Linked DNA regions of Anas platyrhynchos: region 2 is linked to region 1. A link is a contact called in public Hi-C data. All regions are on one chromosome and are shown on one strand. The core of a region is the stretch at or near the end of the contact, and the rest is flanking DNA. Distances in the headings are between cores, read along the strand shown. Region 1 has its middle 14 kb from the start of ROR1. Region 2 has its middle 47 kb from the start of CACHD1.

Region 1 (3,737 bases), core at 125-2,624:
GAGGAGACAAGGGATATAAATTGATTTTAAGTTAGTGCAGAGTCATTTGAAGCAGCACCATGGTATTAGACACAGCCCAAATCCTCTGACAGCTATCGCATCTCATCTACGTGTAGGGACGTGGTGCAGATGTGGGTGTGCAACCCCGGGTGTGTCAGTGCCTTCGTTGTGAGGGATGGCGGCCAGGAGGGGCCTCTACCATTGGAAATGAGAGGGTGGATATTTAATAACAACTTCAGACCCTGTACAAATCCATCTGAGCGGACTGGCTCTGCTCACCTGCTGTTGCACAAGCCCAGGTTGTGCTGCTGAGTATCAGATCTGGGCTGTTGCTCCTCACTAGGAGGCCTCATCCCAATTAAAACCTAATTCATTCCCTGTAATCAAGCTTCATGTGAGCATATCTGATCTTTTAGCCACAGAGGAAAATTTGATTTTACAGAATTAAAATACAGGTTTACAACACATTGCAGCCTGGGTGCTCTCTTAAAGACCTCGGAGGTGTGATTTTGGCTGGTGAATGAACTCCTGGACTTCAGCTGCAATCACACAGAGCCGAGGTGCAGCAAGACCCAGGGTCTGTCACAATGCCCTGAGACTCCTTACCAATACTGCCATCTAGAGAGAAACCGCCTGTCTGGGTGGAGCACTGTCAGGTCCTCCAGAACAACGGGGCTTCAGAGCTTTTCTGCCTCCAGCACAGGAGTTTGGCCTTTGCTGCAGGGGCTCACGCCACCAGTGAGTCAAACCTGGAGCCCTCAGCACTGCCGCCTGCCCTGGCCTTGGGCAACTCCAGCCCTGAAACGCCCAGCCTGGGGCTGGGACAAGAAATCGGGGAGGTAGTGCTGATTGCCACTCCTTGAATGATTGCCACTCCTCGAATCTCTCCGCTTGCTTTTGTCAGGGAGACCTTGTGATATATTTTCATTTTTTGGGCGGTGGGAGCTGCGTGCAGAAATCAGATATTGCATTACGTAAAGTTGGGGTAGAGATTAAAACACGTACGAATAGTGAGACATCTGGATCTAATTGGGCTCCTTGGGGACAGGAGTCTGTAGCGTCAGCCTGAAGAGAAGCAAAGAAAGAGCAGGAGTAATTTTTCATGCAAATATCTGTATGCTCAGAGGGGCTGAGTCTCTGCGAACACCTCCATTGCCACGTCTTTGTCCAACGCGGCCCATTAGGTGCCGGGCGGGCCGACCACGTTTCTCTGGTGCTGCACATAGTCGATGACTTGGAAGGAGTACGCTGTAATCCAGCCCAAGGGTAAACGTGAATTTCCTGAGAAAATTATGAATTACCCAACCTAGTAGCTCAGAGAGGAAGTCTCCCTTAGTCAGAGCAATAGGAGTTACCTTTGGCAATCGGCCGCTTTTGCCTCACTTTCTGCATGTTCCCAGTAAACTCGCTGGCACTTGAGCTGCGTCCCACCCAGCGACACGGCGGGGACAAACCCACACGGGTGTCACCAGGGGTGGTGGCACTGACTCTGCAGTGCCCCGAGACAGCTCAGCTCCACTGCGGCCGCTCTGAGCCCTTGGCCCTCACCCACCCAAGTGTCCCCACCAGGCTGGGGCAAGGGCAGCACAAGCAGAGGCTGAAGCTCTGTGATGTAAATGTGAATCCTTCTTTTGTCTCTCAGAGCACTTTATAATCACCGATTTACTTTGTTTTCAAGCTTGTTATTAGCTGGCCGAGAGATCAAATGTTTCCACGCCATGTGTGTCCCTCCAGAAGAAGCTGTCAAGCAGATTTAGGCTTGGTCTTCAGGCTCTCAGAAGCAAGGCGACTCCCTGCGTTAATTTGGACGCTTCCTTGCTGACTGCAGCTGCCCTTCCCCGGCCGCCCGGCTGGCGCTGGCAAACCCATTCGTTTGGCAACAAGTCCCAGCAGCGCCCGTGCTAACGATGCCTGATGTGTGGTGCCAAAACAGAGCCCTTCGTTAGCACCCCAGCACCTTGCTCAAACAATGGGGAACATCCTCTGCAGATCAGGAAGGGGACGGGGGCAGGGCAGCAGAGATGGGGCATTTTCCTCACAGCCCAGCACTAAGTGCTCTCAGGAAACATCTCAGGGAATTAATTACAGGACTGAAATCGCTCCTTGCAAGTCCATGCGTTAGAAAGGAAAGGAGCTCTCACTGAAGTGACTTGCTTGAATAAAATGAGGGGTCCCACACTACCCCTTTTGAGCTGGACCAGGGGAAGGGGCAGAGATTTGCCAGGAGAGGTGAGAAGCGGCCAGTTTTGGTCCTGTGCCACTGATGCTTCTCTGCCATCCCAGACGGAGATGGCCTGAAGTGACCCATGAGACTCTGCAAGGAGGTAACGTGCAGCTGGTGCCACCCAGAGAAAGGCTGCAAGCGAGGATTTACAAGTGGGAGGCTCCAGGTTTCACCGCCACGCTCCAGCCCCAGCCAGGCATCCTGTCCAACAGAGATCAAAGTCCCAAGCGGAGCATCCCGCTCACCCCTTGGAGGTGCCAGCGTTGCACAGGTCCCTTTGATACACCTTTCACCGTCTGAGGATGTAAGCAATGAACGCGGGCTGGGCCATGTTTAACTTCCATTCAGACACAACTCAGGTTTGATTTAGTGTTTTTTCATTTTCTTCTGTTAACACAGAAGCTGCAGCATTTGCTGGATTTCTGTGTCTCCTTCCTTGTATTTCATGAAGTGACACAACACAGCTTGGGCTTCTGTGCTGCCTGTGAGCAGCAGGAATCAGAGAGCCCCCCAGAGAGCCCAGTGTCTGCACAGGGCACTTCTGGGGACAGCCGGGGGCTGCCCAGTGCTCCCAACACCAGATACGTTTCAGGCTGACCTTTGGCACCAGGTTTTTTAATGATCCCCCTGACCAAAGCTCCTCTCCTCTATCCCCTACCACACACCAGGTACTCTGGTCCATCTCCATGCACACGGAAAACAGGTTGGTGGCTTGGTTCCCTTTTTTCACTATTTTTCATTGTAAAAGCAATCTTTGCTGCCCATTTGTGGCCAGCTCCCGAGCACAAGCATTGCTTCCTCAGACAGATTGCACGAGGTTTATTCAGGTTCTCTCGGGATTCTTCAACATGGGTTTTTAACATGCCCTGCACCAAAACGGCTCTGCTGGCAGAGCTGTTAGCGTGGATTCAGCAGAAGGTCTGTGTCAGAAGAGACACCTCATCTCCGTACAGAAGATGAGATAAAGAGCTTCTTGTCAGCACATCTGTATCGACCTCAGCAGTTTTGCTGGCAGCGTGGTTAAGGATGTTTCACATTCCTGGGAAACAGAGCTGTTCCCTCAGGGAAGCCCAGGGTCCTGGCCCGAATTTGGGCTGTATGGGCAGCGCTGCCGTGGCCAGCCTCATGCCACTGAGCCCAGTGAGGGCAGAGGGCACTGCAGGGCTTGGGTGACAAAGGCATGCCAGCCAAAAGGGGGAAATCCCCTGCTGTCACTCCCAGCACTGCAACTCCTTTTATTGACACAGTTTAAGCCATAGCAGCCTCAAGAACGAGGCGATAAACCATCAGGGTCTTGGGGATTTACCTGAGGGCATCTGCCAGAGCCCCCCTTGCTGGAGAACATCTCCTCCGTGGTTGAGGAGTTCCAAGTCAGCAGCAGGAGCACATCCCATCCCTTCCACCCATCCCGCTGGAACACAGCTCACTCGAAGGGGATGGCCTCCAGCTAAGGGGCAGGGAGCTGTGATAACATCCGATAGCAACAACTGCTTCCGAAGTGACCCCTCTGTGC
Region 2 (3,494 bases), core at 547-3,046, 180 kb before region 1:
AAAAGCAAATCTTATGAAGGGAAGAAATATTTTTGCCATTAGGTAGAGTATTGTAAAATCTACTTGGCATTTTTGCCTGGGTTTTCTCTCTTAGTTTCGAGGTTGCTACACAAACACTGAACATAAGTGAAGCAAAGTGCCTATTTAACTGTGATTCCTTCATGGCTCTTCACGTTGCTGGGAGGGCTATTCACACTGCAAGCCTTGTTCCTGCCTTGGTTAGACTATCCCTGCTTCATCTTCTTCTAAACCAAGTGAGAGAAGTTGCAACCTACGTAAGGTAAGGCCAAACAGGAACCTTTGGTTTCCTGGCAGCTTTAGAGAGTCCGAGCCAGCGCTGCCGTAACCCCACCTTCTGCTGTGCTTTTGTCTGCGCATTTCTGTCCCTCCCCAGGGCTCATCTGATCCTGCTGTGAACTGAGAGGGAAACCATCAAAAACTAAGGGAAAATAAAACACAAAAAAGGATCCTTTTTCTCCCAGTTTGGCTTCTTGAGCTGGGACCCTGAAGGATCAGGCAGGCCCCAGGGCTGCGGGTCAGGGAGGGGACAGGACCACAGCCATTACAGAGAGGGTGTCCCATGGAGTGTCATCCTTTAAACAGAAAGTCTTGGGGTCCCCTAGAAGCTGACGTGATCTAACTGTCCAGGATGAGCCTCTTCCTTCGCCGGGCTGTGGGACAGGCCAGGGCAGCAAGCAGCTCGGGGTGGTGGGGCTGGTCGAAGGCCCCATCACCATAAAATTAACAGCTGCCAAGAACATCGAAAGCCAGCACCGACCACTTCACCGAACCCCATCTTAGGGCACTTCTTTTGAAACAATTTGGAATGCTGAAGGTTATTTAACAAGGTATTTTCGTGGGAAGGAGGAAAATTAAAAATTGCATCCCCTTCGCTGGCCTCCACCAAAAACCTGGCAAACTTGCCCCAGACTCTTGTCTACTCCCAGCTAGCCAGCTTTGTCTGACTTGGCGCCCTCCTAAAGCTCTGCATTATCTCATTCTTATTGCTCCTGCTTCTATAAAAATAGTTGACTGGGGGGGCAGACTAAATTGTAAACAAAACATACTGGACCAATGTAATTTTATACATAACAAAACATTGAGTCACCCACTGTCTGAACTGTGAAATCCCCCGTGATCCCACTACTGTCTATTATTTTTCAGGAAGTACCAATGAAAGTGAGAGGAAGACACCAGTTATGAAAAAAACATGGAGCCTTGCGCTCAGTGATCAACAGTATTTTTGTCTCTTTGATATCCTTCCAACCTCCCTTGCCATGGTACTCCTGTAAAATGTCAAAAACTGCTTGCCAGAGGCTTTTTGCTTTTAGCAATATTTAAAGCTGTGCCCATAAAAGGAAACAATTCCATTACAGATTTCAATTTCCTTCCATTCCACACTTGGAATTCGTGATGAAACCAGGGGAAGTTGTACCTGAGCATTGAAGGCACAGCTAGATAAAAAGTATTGTGAAGACAAACAAGCTATTTATTTGGGGTTTGTAAGCAGTCTGATCCTGCACCTTCTGACACAGAGCAAAAATTATACAATGACATTCTGTTTTCACCAAAGTGAATTAGAATTTAACTTTAGCAGGGCCAAGATTTTATCCTTAACGTCCCAGACACCTCCACATCGCTTGGGTCTGGAAATAGAATGAGTTAAGAATCCACTGCACTAGTATTACAGGGGTTGAGAACTTCGTGTCCTGCAGACAACTGTCAGCAGGCCAAGTGCTGCCAAATTCTGGAGGGAGGCAAAGGCAACTGAACTGAGAAACAGAATCTGGCTCCCTCTGCTAGTTTGGAAGTTAGCTTCAAAATATTTCAACAGTGATGCCATGTACAACCCTAGAAGTACAAAACGAAATATATCATGAAAATGACCTAGTTTTTTCTATATATATATTTATATATTGAATTCACTGGTTTCCTCATGCTATTTATTAATATAATAAATGACCTTAAAATATGTATTGCCTGAAATAAATGTCATTGATTAGGTCAAATAAAAATATCACTTGGCCCAACAATGACAAATTTCCTGGCTGTGCTCCTGTAGGCCAAGAACTTGTTTCATTTAGGAACAAGAGTTACTGGCAGAAGCTGGGAAGGAAACTGCTTGCCAAATGTCTCCATAGGAAATTAAATAATTGAAAATATTCACTAACAGGAAAAAGAAAATAATTGCTCACTTTAGGGTACAGACCCAAAACATCCTGGACTTATGTTGCTCTTTCTGAAATAGTGGCAGTGAAATCACAACGTTCATTGTAATTTGCTACCTGGCAATACCAGGAGAAGACCCGTGAGCTGGCTGGTGAAACTTCAGAGAAGAAATCCAGTCCTGCTCAACAGGAGGGAGTTCTGCAAAGGAACAGGGGTCCTTTTAAATCATTTTTCATCCAGATCCTACACGGTATAACGTGAATCTGTTCAGTGGAAAATGGTGCTGACTTTGTAACAGAGGAGGAATTTGCTCTCCTTCCCCCTCTCTAGTAGTCATCTTGGCAAAAACAACTCATGTATTTGGAGAGAGGTAGGGGTTGATTCCCATTTACATTCAATATATTTCCCCCCAGCAGAATATAACAAGAACATGGGAAAGGAACTTGGAGAGGCCACTGACCCGTGGTTATGGTGGCCTGAGAGCACAGCTTTCCTGCTTTCAGAATGATGGGAACTTCTTTAAGATCAGCCTCTTGACACTTTTCTGCCCTACAGGCCATCCATTCCAGCGGCTGAGCACTGTAAAACAGAAGCACTGGGTTTGGTCAGCCTAAAAGTGTGCTAAAAGTGTGGCACCAGCATCCTTTACAACCCCTGGAGTGGAGCTTGCCCCACTGTGTTGAGAAGCACCGTGCCCCTGCTATGGGAACCAACAAGGATCGGGATTCCTGGCTAAAGGGCTCCTCTGAGGGCAGAGCAGGAAGGAATGGCAGAAAGAGGTGTTTCTGGAGGCGGAGAACTTTTAGGGACTTTCCTTTGGGAAAGAAGGTTTTTTCCTTCATTCCAGAAATATCTGAGCAGGGAAGGAGAAACAGACTTGAATTAAGGTTTCTGGCTGCTTTCACTGAATGGTTTGAATAGACAGTTTTGGTTTTTTGTTTGTTTCCTTGAAATAAAGCCAGTATCTGTCGAGTGGCTGCACTGTGCTTAGTTTGGAGGGTCGAGAAACCAGCTGGTGTGTCACAGCAAACATATCAGTGCTTCCCGTCCCCCTGTTCCCTCTCAGCTCTGCTCACCAGAGCCCACGGATTTTGCTGGTCTCATTCACCACCACGTCGTTTGTAAGCTCAGGTAGCTGAACTCAGGCCATATATAGTTTCTTTCAAAACACTGCTTCTTCATTAAAATTGCATCACCATTCAAATTCACTTGTTTAACAGGTTCTAGAACTTTGTTAAGAGTTTTAAAAATTCTGAGCATTTATTTATGAATAATAACAAAACAAAACAAAAACAAACAAACAAACAAACAAACAAAGAGAGACA

The links. Hi-C and Micro-C count contacts between places; a contact is called where the count stands out from the background.
Region 2: a contact with region 1 is called in a Hi-C map of liver, with 2.1 times the contacts expected there. The contact joins two enhancer-like sites. A contact is called at or near these places in 4 of 8 Hi-C or Micro-C datasets (liver, skeletal muscle and subcutaneous adipose tissue).

What each region holds. Positions count from the first base shown.
Region 1 is chr8:37,291,023-37,294,759 of IASCAAS_PekinDuck_T2T, reverse strand. No RefSeq gene overlaps it. Among named protein-coding and RNA genes, the nearest start is that of ROR1, 14 kb to the left of the region's middle. Within about 2 kb of position 1,374, at least 1 of the 8 cell types and tissues checked has an H3K27ac peak or open chromatin away from gene starts, as enhancers often do. A contact at or near this core is called in subcutaneous adipose tissue, where this site is marked.
Region 2 is chr8:37,469,238-37,472,731 of IASCAAS_PekinDuck_T2T, reverse strand. No RefSeq gene overlaps it. Among named protein-coding and RNA genes, the nearest start is that of CACHD1, 47 kb to the left of the region's middle. Within about 2 kb of position 1,796, at least 1 of the 8 cell types and tissues checked has an H3K27ac peak or open chromatin away from gene starts, as enhancers often do. A contact at or near this core is called in subcutaneous adipose tissue, where this site is marked.